Linked DNA regions of Mus musculus: all the other regions are linked to region 1. The links are chromatin contacts, called in public targeted proximity ligation maps. All regions are on one chromosome and are shown on one strand. The core of a region is the stretch at or near the end of the contact, and the rest is flanking DNA. Distances in the headings are between cores, read along the strand shown. Region 1 holds the start of Slc35g1 (solute carrier family 35, member G1). Region 2 has its middle 14 kb from the start of Gm32491. Region 3 holds the start of Lgi1 (leucine-rich repeat LGI family, member 1).

What was found.
Region 2: a targeted proximity ligation map of pancreatic cancer cells shows a contact between it and region 1. A contact is called at or near these places in 8 of 39 promoter capture datasets (the 3T3-L1 cell line, the C10 cell line, cranial neural crest and 4 more), 2 of 484 Hi-C or Micro-C datasets (embryonic stem cells and nephron progenitors), 12 of 130 datasets of targeted methods (the SCID.adh cell line, T-cell acute lymphoblastic leukemia, embryonic fibroblasts and 5 more) and 2 of 9 other capture datasets (embryonic stem cells and pancreatic islet).
Region 3: a targeted proximity ligation map of the SCID.adh cell line shows a contact between it and region 1, with 15 read pairs. A contact is called at or near these places in 9 of 39 promoter capture datasets (the 3T3-L1 cell line, cranial neural crest, embryonic stem cells and 4 more), 5 of 130 datasets of targeted methods (the SCID.adh cell line, T-cell acute lymphoblastic leukemia, embryonic stem cells and 1 more) and 2 of 9 other capture datasets (adipose tissue and pancreatic islet).

What each region holds. Positions count from the first base shown.
Region 1 is chr19:38,394,440-38,397,467 of GRCm38.p6, forward strand. Slc35g1 (solute carrier family 35, member G1) reads left to right here and starts at 1,541. Exons shown (of 3, transcript NM_175507.3): 1 at 1,541-1,862. The coding sequence starts at 1,676.
Region 2 is chr19:38,243,571-38,246,598 of GRCm38.p6, forward strand. No RefSeq gene overlaps it. Among named protein-coding and RNA genes, the nearest start is that of Gm32491, 14 kb to the right of the region's middle.
Region 3 is chr19:38,263,226-38,266,253 of GRCm38.p6, forward strand. Lgi1 (leucine-rich repeat LGI family, member 1) reads left to right here and starts at 1,462. Exons shown (of 8, transcript NM_020278.3): 1 at 1,462-1,872; 2 at 2,350-2,421. The coding sequence starts at 1,658. It overlaps Gm32771 (a long non-coding RNA gene), which reads right to left. Exons shown (of 6, transcript XR_003952844.1): 6 at 1,309-1,511.

The DNA of each region.
Region 1 (3,028 bases), core at 291-2,790:
TGCCTCCCAAGTGCTGGGATTAAAGGCCTGTACCACCACTGCTCTGCAAGAGCTAACACTTCAGTGAGTTTGGAAAAGTATTTTTTTTTTAAAGAGGAGGAATTTCTAAGAAATATTAAATATGAGTCTTTTCTATCAAATACTTATAAAACGAGTTTAGGAGAAGGAATCAACGTCCTTTTATCTCACCCATACGCAAATGTTTCCATCTTTCCCACCACCCATTAAAATGTCTGTTTACACAAAGCCCAGTGCTATATTCCAGGAATTGCAGAACCAAAGATCAGCTTCCCCTTTCCCCTTCTTCCTTCATTTCAAGAGGGCCAGTTCTTAAAAAACTGGCGATGGAATAAGACTGTGAGGTTTGACCCCAGCCAATGGGGAAAAAGACGAAGTCCCATCTAAGGGGGAATGAAAAATAAATGCATTTCCTGTCTACGAGTTCCATCTTCAGAGTACACCCTCTTTTTTTTTTTTCCATTTTTTATTAGGTATTTAGCTCATTTACATTTCCAATGCTATACCAAAAGTCCCCCATACCCACCCACCCCCACTCCCCTACCCACCCACTCCCCCTTTTTGGCCCTGGCGTTCCCCTGTACTGGGGCATATAAAGTTTGCGTGTCCAATGGGCCTCTCTTTCCAGTGATGGCCGACTAGGCCATCTTCTGATACATATGCAGCTAGAGTCAAGAGCTCGGGGTACTGGTTAGTTCATCAAGAGTAAAATTTACCCCGCCTAGGCCCTTCACTTGGAATATCGGTCTCTTTCTTTGAAATCTGGAGCTAACAGAGCTGAGGTAGCTACTTGTCTCAGTTTGTTGAGACAGCCCCCTTTGCCTTGCAATTTTTGTTTGTTTGGATGGTTGGTTTTGGTTTTGTGGAGAAAGGGTTTCTCTGTGCTGCCAGGGCTTTCCTGGAACTCGCTCTGTAGACCAGGCTGGCCTTGAAGTCACAAAGATCCTCTTCACTCAATTTGCCACCACACCCAGGTGCCTTGCATTTTTAAAGAGCCCTCCTTTTCAATTTTATGTTTCAATCTTTATGTTTACACCTTAAATTCTTGGACAGGTCGAAGTGTGTTTAAAAACTCACATAATGCTTAGAAGTCCTCGGGGCATCACAGAGGTGATCCATATCAGTAAACAGACACTCAGTCCCTTTTAATTTAATTTAATTTAATTTAATTCATGTATTTATTTAGGGAGGGCGTCTCACTATACAGCCTTAGCTGGCTTTGAACTCACAAACCCACATGCCTCTGTCCCTAACTGCTGGGAGTAAGGGCGTGGGCTACCACGCCCAGCTCAGAGGTACAGTCTTTCTAAAGCAGCAGAAGGCCCCAAGACCCGAGGCGCCAGGGCTGAGAACCAAGCGTCCCTCCCTGTCTGTGCAAAGACAGAGGAGGACCAGTGTGCTGTCTAGCCCGACTGCCCTGGGGTGGGGGTGGGGGACAGTCACCGCGCCAGCTGTAGCCACCGCAGCCGGAGAGCACGAGCGAGCGCAGGCGGCGGGCTCCCCGGGGCGGGAGGGCAGCGGAGGACAAGCGCGCGGAGCCGGGCGCACGCGCACGCGCACACGCACCGGCTCGCCGGGGGCCGGAAGAGCCGAGCGGCCGGGCGGCAGCTGCGGGCGCCAGAAGGCGCGCGGCTGCGGGGAGAGCGCGGGCTGCGGGATGGGGCCCCCGGAGAGCGCGGCGGAGCTTGCAGCCGAGGCGGTGGAGCTGCGCGAGCCCGAGCTGCAGCTCGCGGACCCGGCGTCCCCCGGCGAGGAGCACGTGGACGTCGAGGCGGAGGGCGCCCCTGGCCGCGGCAGGTGCTGGCCGTGTGGAGCCTGGGCGTGCGGCTCGCGTGGGGAGCCCGGTGAGTGCGGGCGGGCGGGGTCGGTCTGGTCCTCTGCGCACCGGCCTGAGCCGAGACCCAGAAAGTTTCCGAGTGTTAATAACCCCAAATTGGTGACGGGGGGTGGGGGGTGGGGGGGTGGGGGACAGGACCTCGCAGTCCAGTGGCAGTCAGAGGTGAAAGGTCACCGAGAGGGGCCAGGCAGCGGGTGGCAGGAAGCCGACTTGGAACCCACATCGTGGGTGTAAACCGATCTTCCTGAACCAAGTTGGAAAGACTGGAGTTCTGGAAGTGTTTGTCACGGAATCTCAGCATCGCAGAGAGGAAGAGTTCAGTGGACCACTGACCCTCAAGCTTTGGGGGGACAGGGGGACTTTTTAGCTACTGGCTTAAAACGAGGTACACCTTGCGAGGAGCCTCGGTGAAGAACCCTTAACTTTCGTTCAAATTCCCCTAACAAAGAAGTAAAGAGAGGCCGTGGAAGATGGGGGTTCGGGATTCGGTCTCACCCCACCTCCATCTGCCAAGGTCTGGGTAGGGCAGGTCCAGACAGCACTAGGTAAGGCTCTCTACTTTTGCCAGAGACTCTGTCTGCCTAGGGCCCTTTCCACTAAATAGCTTTCCAGTAAGAAGCCCATCTTTTAGACCTTTCTCAATCTAATCTCCGGGGTCTCTTCCCCTGAATATGCCCTACGACTTCTGTGCCTCTTGTCCCACTCAGGTTCCTACCTTCTTAGTTGTGTTTTTCTGAGTTAAGAGAGAAAAGTCTCGGGGAGATGAGTATTGCTACATTTCTGTCCTGAAAGCAAAGAGAAAAGATCTCGGGTTTCTGATTTTGTTTGCATGGATAGGTTACCCCATGTTGGGCTGACTAACCCGGGAGCTCCTGAGGTCAGTTTTTTTTCTAGTCACCCTATGGGTGGATGTCATTCTGGCCTAATGTGGAACTGGGCCTTGCAAACTCTTTAGTTTTCCATTCGGGCATGAATGAAGGGGTCTGCATACTTACTCAGGCAGCACGTGCTAAAAATGTCAGCACATCGTGAATGCCCAGGAATCTTGCCCTTCAATTTCAAGACAAGTTTCTAACAGTTATTTTGAAAACAAAGCACAAGCCACTATAAGCCAAAAGTTGGCATTGGATTTTTGACTGGCTCATTTTAGACTCTGTGTGCAGTCTAGGCTGG
Region 2 (3,028 bases), core at 136-2,635, 150 kb before region 1:
CACTGAGCTGGGGATAGCACTTGTAAAAGCAGAAATCCTTGACTTTGAAGTCTCATGATCTTATAGTATTATGGCTAATTATATTGTATTCATATTGAAAATTGGGTAAGTGCATATTTTAGGTGCTTTCTACTTACATATACATGTGGACTCACATGCATAAAAATATAGCTGCAGGTAGGGAACGTGTGACTTTTCTTAATTTTGGTAATTAAAACAGAACATCATGCTGTAATCTTATGTATACACACAATAAAAATAGAGTTGTGATGAACGGCGGCAGGTGGCAAAGATACATGGTAAATGACTCCCTTGGGGACCCAACAAGGTGACCGTAGGATTCGTGGGAGGGGCAAGACTGTCACCTGGACAGAAAGAGTCAGAAGGAAGGGGATTACTGGGAGACCAGCTGCAACATACGGGCTTGTGTGTGATCAAGGCTTGGATCACTGCTGCCTATGATATAGAACAAGAAAAAGCCAGAAAGAAACAAGCCCTCCTCCCTCCATACCCCGTGCCACTTCTTTCTATAGAAATAAAAGTATTATAACTCACTTACCTTCATCTTCAAGGCTTACGGTACAGTACAAACTTGAACCAGTGTGTTGATCTTTTCAACACATGTGGGATTTGGGGGCTTTTTTTTTTTGTTTGTTTGGGTTTTGTTTGTTTGTTTGTTTGTTTTGTTTTTTGTTTTGTCCAGGTCATGCTTTAATATCCTTAAAAGCCAATGCAACACCCCACTGGGAATTAGAAGGAATCAGACTTTTTCAAACCTGAGTGGCTTTGACCTCTAGGCTTTCTACAAAGAGTTTAGGATTTAAAGTTGAGAACTCAGAAGCCTAAAGACTCTTTCTTCCCTCTCTCTTCATGGTACCTGGTACAGTTTGTCGGGCCTTGGGTTTTCTTTGCTCTTTGTGGTGGACACTAGTCCCACCCAGGACAAAGTTTAAGACATCGCACTCAAAACATTCATACTGATGGCAACCTAATCCAGGCTAAGGCACAAGGCCTGAAGTGGCTGATATGAAAACAAACCCAGAACCCAGGTCTCCTAATGCCCTCATGATACCAGCTCCCTCCTTCCCTCTCCTTGGAATATAACAAACAAAAGTCCAAAACTAAAATATTCTAAATCAGAAGTACCCTGGACCCTGGTCTGATTAAAACTGCTGACAGTGCATCGCAATTCAATAATGGAACAGCATTAGCTAAGCAGGATTCGTTTAGAAAGGAGAGGAAATGAAGAATTTCCATAGTCTTTATGTTGCATTTCCCATCAGCAGGACTTGATACTCGTGGGTACTTCTCTAACACACCACAGTGGTTCTTCTCGCTGAACTGTATCTGTGTACATTCCGTTAGGGATCAAACCTGCTGAGAGAGAACGACCACACCTTGTGCATTTCTGAATTCCTCCTGGTTGCCTGGCCTGGTTGTAGCACATTGTTCCTACTGAGGTTTCGACACGGCTTTCAGTTTTCACAAATATTTGCTGTATGATAACTCACAAAGGAAACCCAAAGCCAGTGTTTTTACAATGGTTACCTTCCAGATTTAAAGGGAGTCAAAACAGCAAAAAACAAGTGTGCCACATCGGTGGGAGAATTACATGAACTGTCGTTTAAAGAGAGAACAGCTGAGGGGGTTACAGGCTCCGATACACAATTCAGGAATCAAAATCACAAGGATGAGTTGGAAGCGTTGGATCAAACCTTTCTGAGGCAAATTAAAATTTCAGACCGTAGCAACCTTGGTGAGATCAAATCAAACATAGAATTACATTTAAGCTAATTTCATGTTTGGAGGCAAATAATAATAACACATCTAAGGGACTGGATTTATTGGCAAGTTTTGAAAGAATAACTGCCTGCTTGCTTTCCTGTCGAAATGGGAGGAAGAGAGGAAACGGTTCCTACACGTTACAGCTGAAAAATGAAACCAGCTCCCGGGCCAATAACTGACTGAAACATAAAGGGGAAATTGTGCTAAACACTTGGCAGCAGCTGGAGCAATTAAATAAGCACCTGCTGCCAGCTTCATCTGGTGCCCCCCCCTCCAGGCACTCCCCCCTCCGCCGCCTCCCTGCTTCATTTGGGCTGTTTTCTGGTTTTGTTTTGTTTTTTTTTTTTTTAATATCTGCAACTCACTGTGCAAACATATAGATCTGATTTTTCTCTGTGTTCCTTCTGTCCCCTTGGCTGTTGTTGACTTAAGACAACCACTGAGCAGGAGGCACAGTGGTAACAGCATCAACATCTTATACTCTTAGCTTTCAGGTTTCCACAGGAGAGTGCTAGTGTCCCCTTCTCTGACCAAGTGGTGTCACCCCAGAGAGACCCTGCAAGTGAAGAAATAGATTAGACTTCCTGAGGCTGGATTGCTATTGATTTAGTCTAGAATGAAAGCAAGTTGGGTTGCAGACATTCAGGCTTACAAATTGTTACAGATGAGGCTCTTACAGGCGCATGGTAGCCATAGAAGACACATGACCAGGCTGTGTGCGAAGCGCTGAGTCGTGCAAATGTAATGCAGGTGTTCATATTAAAATGTTTATACAAATTCAACCAAAGGGAATAAAATAATAAGTTATTCATCTACCAGAAGTGAACTGACACAGTCCAAAGCCCCAGGCGCCATTTCCTCTTGTTGTCCATAAAAGCTAGCTAATGATGCTCTCTTCAGAGGTGTTTGTGAGGTCAACTGAGATGTATATGTGAGCCACTTTGCTCAGTGTTTCCCTTATAAAAAAGATAATGCGTGAATGTGAATTGCATTTCAAGTGGAAAATCAAGTTCATTATCCTGAGAATTCTGCCTGCTCACCATCCACTAATAGACGCTTCACATTAAATTGCATGTTTTCAATAGGGAAAAATGGAACAGTTCCCATTAACACTTGACAATCAATCAGTGATGCTGGCTGCTTCTCCCACGGAGAAAACAAACCCGAGGAAATGAGACAAATACTCACTTGTCCCTCAATCTTTAAAGTCAAATTAACAATTCTCCGTCCATCCAGTTCCTAC
Region 3 (3,028 bases), core at 212-2,711, 130 kb before region 1:
CATTGAGCCCGGAGTCAGTTGTAACACCTACCTGTAATCCCACAACTTTGGAGGCTGAGGCAGAAAGAACAAAACCTAAGATCATCACAGGCTACATAGACAGACAGCAAGGCTCTTTTTTTTTTTTTTTTTTTAAGCCAACAAACAAAAGGAGTTCACTGAAGTTGGCCTAGGGTCAGCTACAAGGGGCGGGGGGGGGGGGGGGAGAATGGCAAGGCAAAGACCTCTGATAAGGGTGGCTTTGTCTCATAAAGGCACGGGTACTCGAACAATTCATTTTATACGTTCAATTTTTAAAAGCAAGAAAAGGAAGGACCGTGCTTGACTTACCAGAGTGGCTATGCCACCATGAGGGATGGCCGCCATCAGCTTGGTCAAAGGACATTCTTTTCTACTGTCCTAAGGATATTTTCACTCTCTGGGGCTGGACAACCTCACAGCCAAGGTCACACTATTTTGATTTTGTCCTTAAACAAACTTCCCTTTCCAAGAGAGTGTCTTCTTCTTCCCTATGATATATGCCAATAAGAGCCTGTGATTTTTATTTGGTTCCCACAGTCATGAGGAGACCATCTGTCCTATCGTCTCTATCATCCCTAATGTCCCCACTCTACAGGCAGGATAGCTCCCTTGTCTGTAAAAATCCGCTCTTTCCAGATGACCTGGGATCTCCAAGTGGGGTCTCTAGCTTACTCTAGCACTTCACTTTATTGCAGCCTGCTGGGTGAGCCAGACCCAGTTTCAAAGCCCCAGGAAGCTGGAGTTGGCTGCCTCCTGCTGGCAGGGAGTACGTTCCAGCCTTTTAGAAGGAACACTGCCAAAGAAGGGAGAGCAAGAAGGGAGGAGACTGGATTATACACAGGGGCGGCTTACCATTCTGTCGCCTCCCTGTCGTGGAGGGAGGAGTGGGCTGTGCAAGGTGGTGGGGGATTATGAAAATCAATAATTTGTAATAGTTGATAAGTGTCAGAGAAGTATTCAGTCACACTGTATTCCCCTGAAATTGACAGTCTCCGTGTGTTCACGGGTTTTTCATTCAACGGTGGCATCAACCAGGTGGGCTCTGCCAGGGAAGGCACGGATTTAACAGCAGACAGCTTCATTTAACTTCCTCTTCCCAGCCAAGACTGTCCCCCAAGCTAGTTTTTCTTACTAGGCTGTTTGCTACATGAAGAGCAAATTCCCAGAGGTTCCCGAGATTGCCCACATCCTATGCTAAGATGCTATGCCCCACCGCCCGCCCGCCCACCCACCCACTAATAAGACATAATGCCGTCCTATTTTTGGTAACAATTAAAGGGCCTCCCGGTGAAAGCAGAAAGCTGTTTATTTTCTGTTACATCACTTCGCTTGCCTTCGAAGACTGGTCTGTGCTCAGTGTTTTCTGTGAAGTGAGTCGGCTCTCTTCCTCCAGCAGTTGGCTCGCTCCCACCTCGCAGCACCTCACAGGTCTCTTCCCCCAGCAGTGCGCTGCCTGAGCGAGGAACAGCTCACGAATCAGCTGGAGGTCCCTGTTTTGAAAAAAAAAAAAAAAAAAAAAAAAGCAGATAGAGAAGCAGAGAAGGGTGGACTCCTATGTGACCTGTTCTTAGAGCAAGACAATCAGCAGCTGAATTCCAGAAGCCCTGTTCATGTGTGGGGATATTCTCTCGACTGCATGGAATCAGAAAGCAGCAGAAGGATGGGAAATGCCTGCATTCCCCTGAAAAGAATTGCCTATTTCCTATGCCTCTTTTCTGTGGTTTTGCTGACTGAGGGGAAGAAACCAGCGAAGCCAAAATGCCCTGCCGTGTGTACTTGTAGCAAAGATAACGCTTTATGTGAGAATGCGAGATCCATTCCACGCACCGTTCCTCCTGATGTTATCTCACTGTAAGGCCCGTAAGCATTTTGATATCTAATTTACAATTTAAAAGAAAAAATCCAGCTGGTGGATTTGGGGGTTTGTATGTATTCTGAGAGGGGCATGGAGCTCGTGAGACAGATTCCTCTTGCATGCCTGACCATTTGACAGCACTAACATTTTCCTGCATTTAAAATTTGTGATTTTTTGATAAGCTGCTAGTGATCATGCTTAGTTAGCCCCCACCCTGGACATTATCCGGAGGCACCTGGAGCAGGCTTCTCTTTCTCTCTCTCTCTCTCTCTCTCTCTCTCTCTCTCTCTCTCTCTCTCTCTCTCTCTCTCTCGCTTCCTCTAGGAAGGGACAGAATCGTACTTTATAAAATAGTGGGGGAATATAGCAACTGTTATGGTAAATTGGATTAACATAAGATCTATTCTCTGTGTGTGTCTCTTTGTGTGTGTGTCTGTTTGTTTTGTGTGTGTGTGTGTTTTGTTTTCTTTCAGATCCTTTGTGAGATCTGGTTTTACTGAAATCTCAGAAGGGAGTTTCTTATTCACACCATCGCTGCAGCTCTTGTGAGAAACATTTATATAATGACTATTTTTAATATGGCATGTATTCGGATAAGCCTTCTAGTAAAACGAGCTTAATATTGTTTCTGTTGAATGTGATGATGCTTCTGAAAGGGGCGAGAACATGGGTAAAGCGGGAGATAGATGGGTTATTTGTAACTTCACATCCACCATAAAAGTTGATTCTTTAAATTCAATTACCTGTGATGCTGTCTAGCTTAATGGCTATTTGTGAAGTTGTTGGGACGATGCAACAAGAATACTAATTTTGATGATCTTACTTTCATTTTTAACTTGGGGAACTTCGGTTATTTTGCGCTGGAGTTCTTGGGTTTGTCAATTCAGAGCCCAGCATCACATATGCACTCAAGATGTTGTCTCTTGGGGATCTGGGGCAGACTATGTCTCTGTATGATTTACCATGTGGGGAGAAAAAGAGAGAGGAAAAAAAACACCCTTGGTTCTTTCTAGGTAATTTCTTAAAATACGAATTCTCAAGAGGCTGCTTTCTAATTTATAACTAGTCCCCTCACAGCAAGGAAAAGATGATATTAATACAGCAAATACTCCTTGTTCTATGTTTTGAGATGGCCACAAGGGAGCCACATAT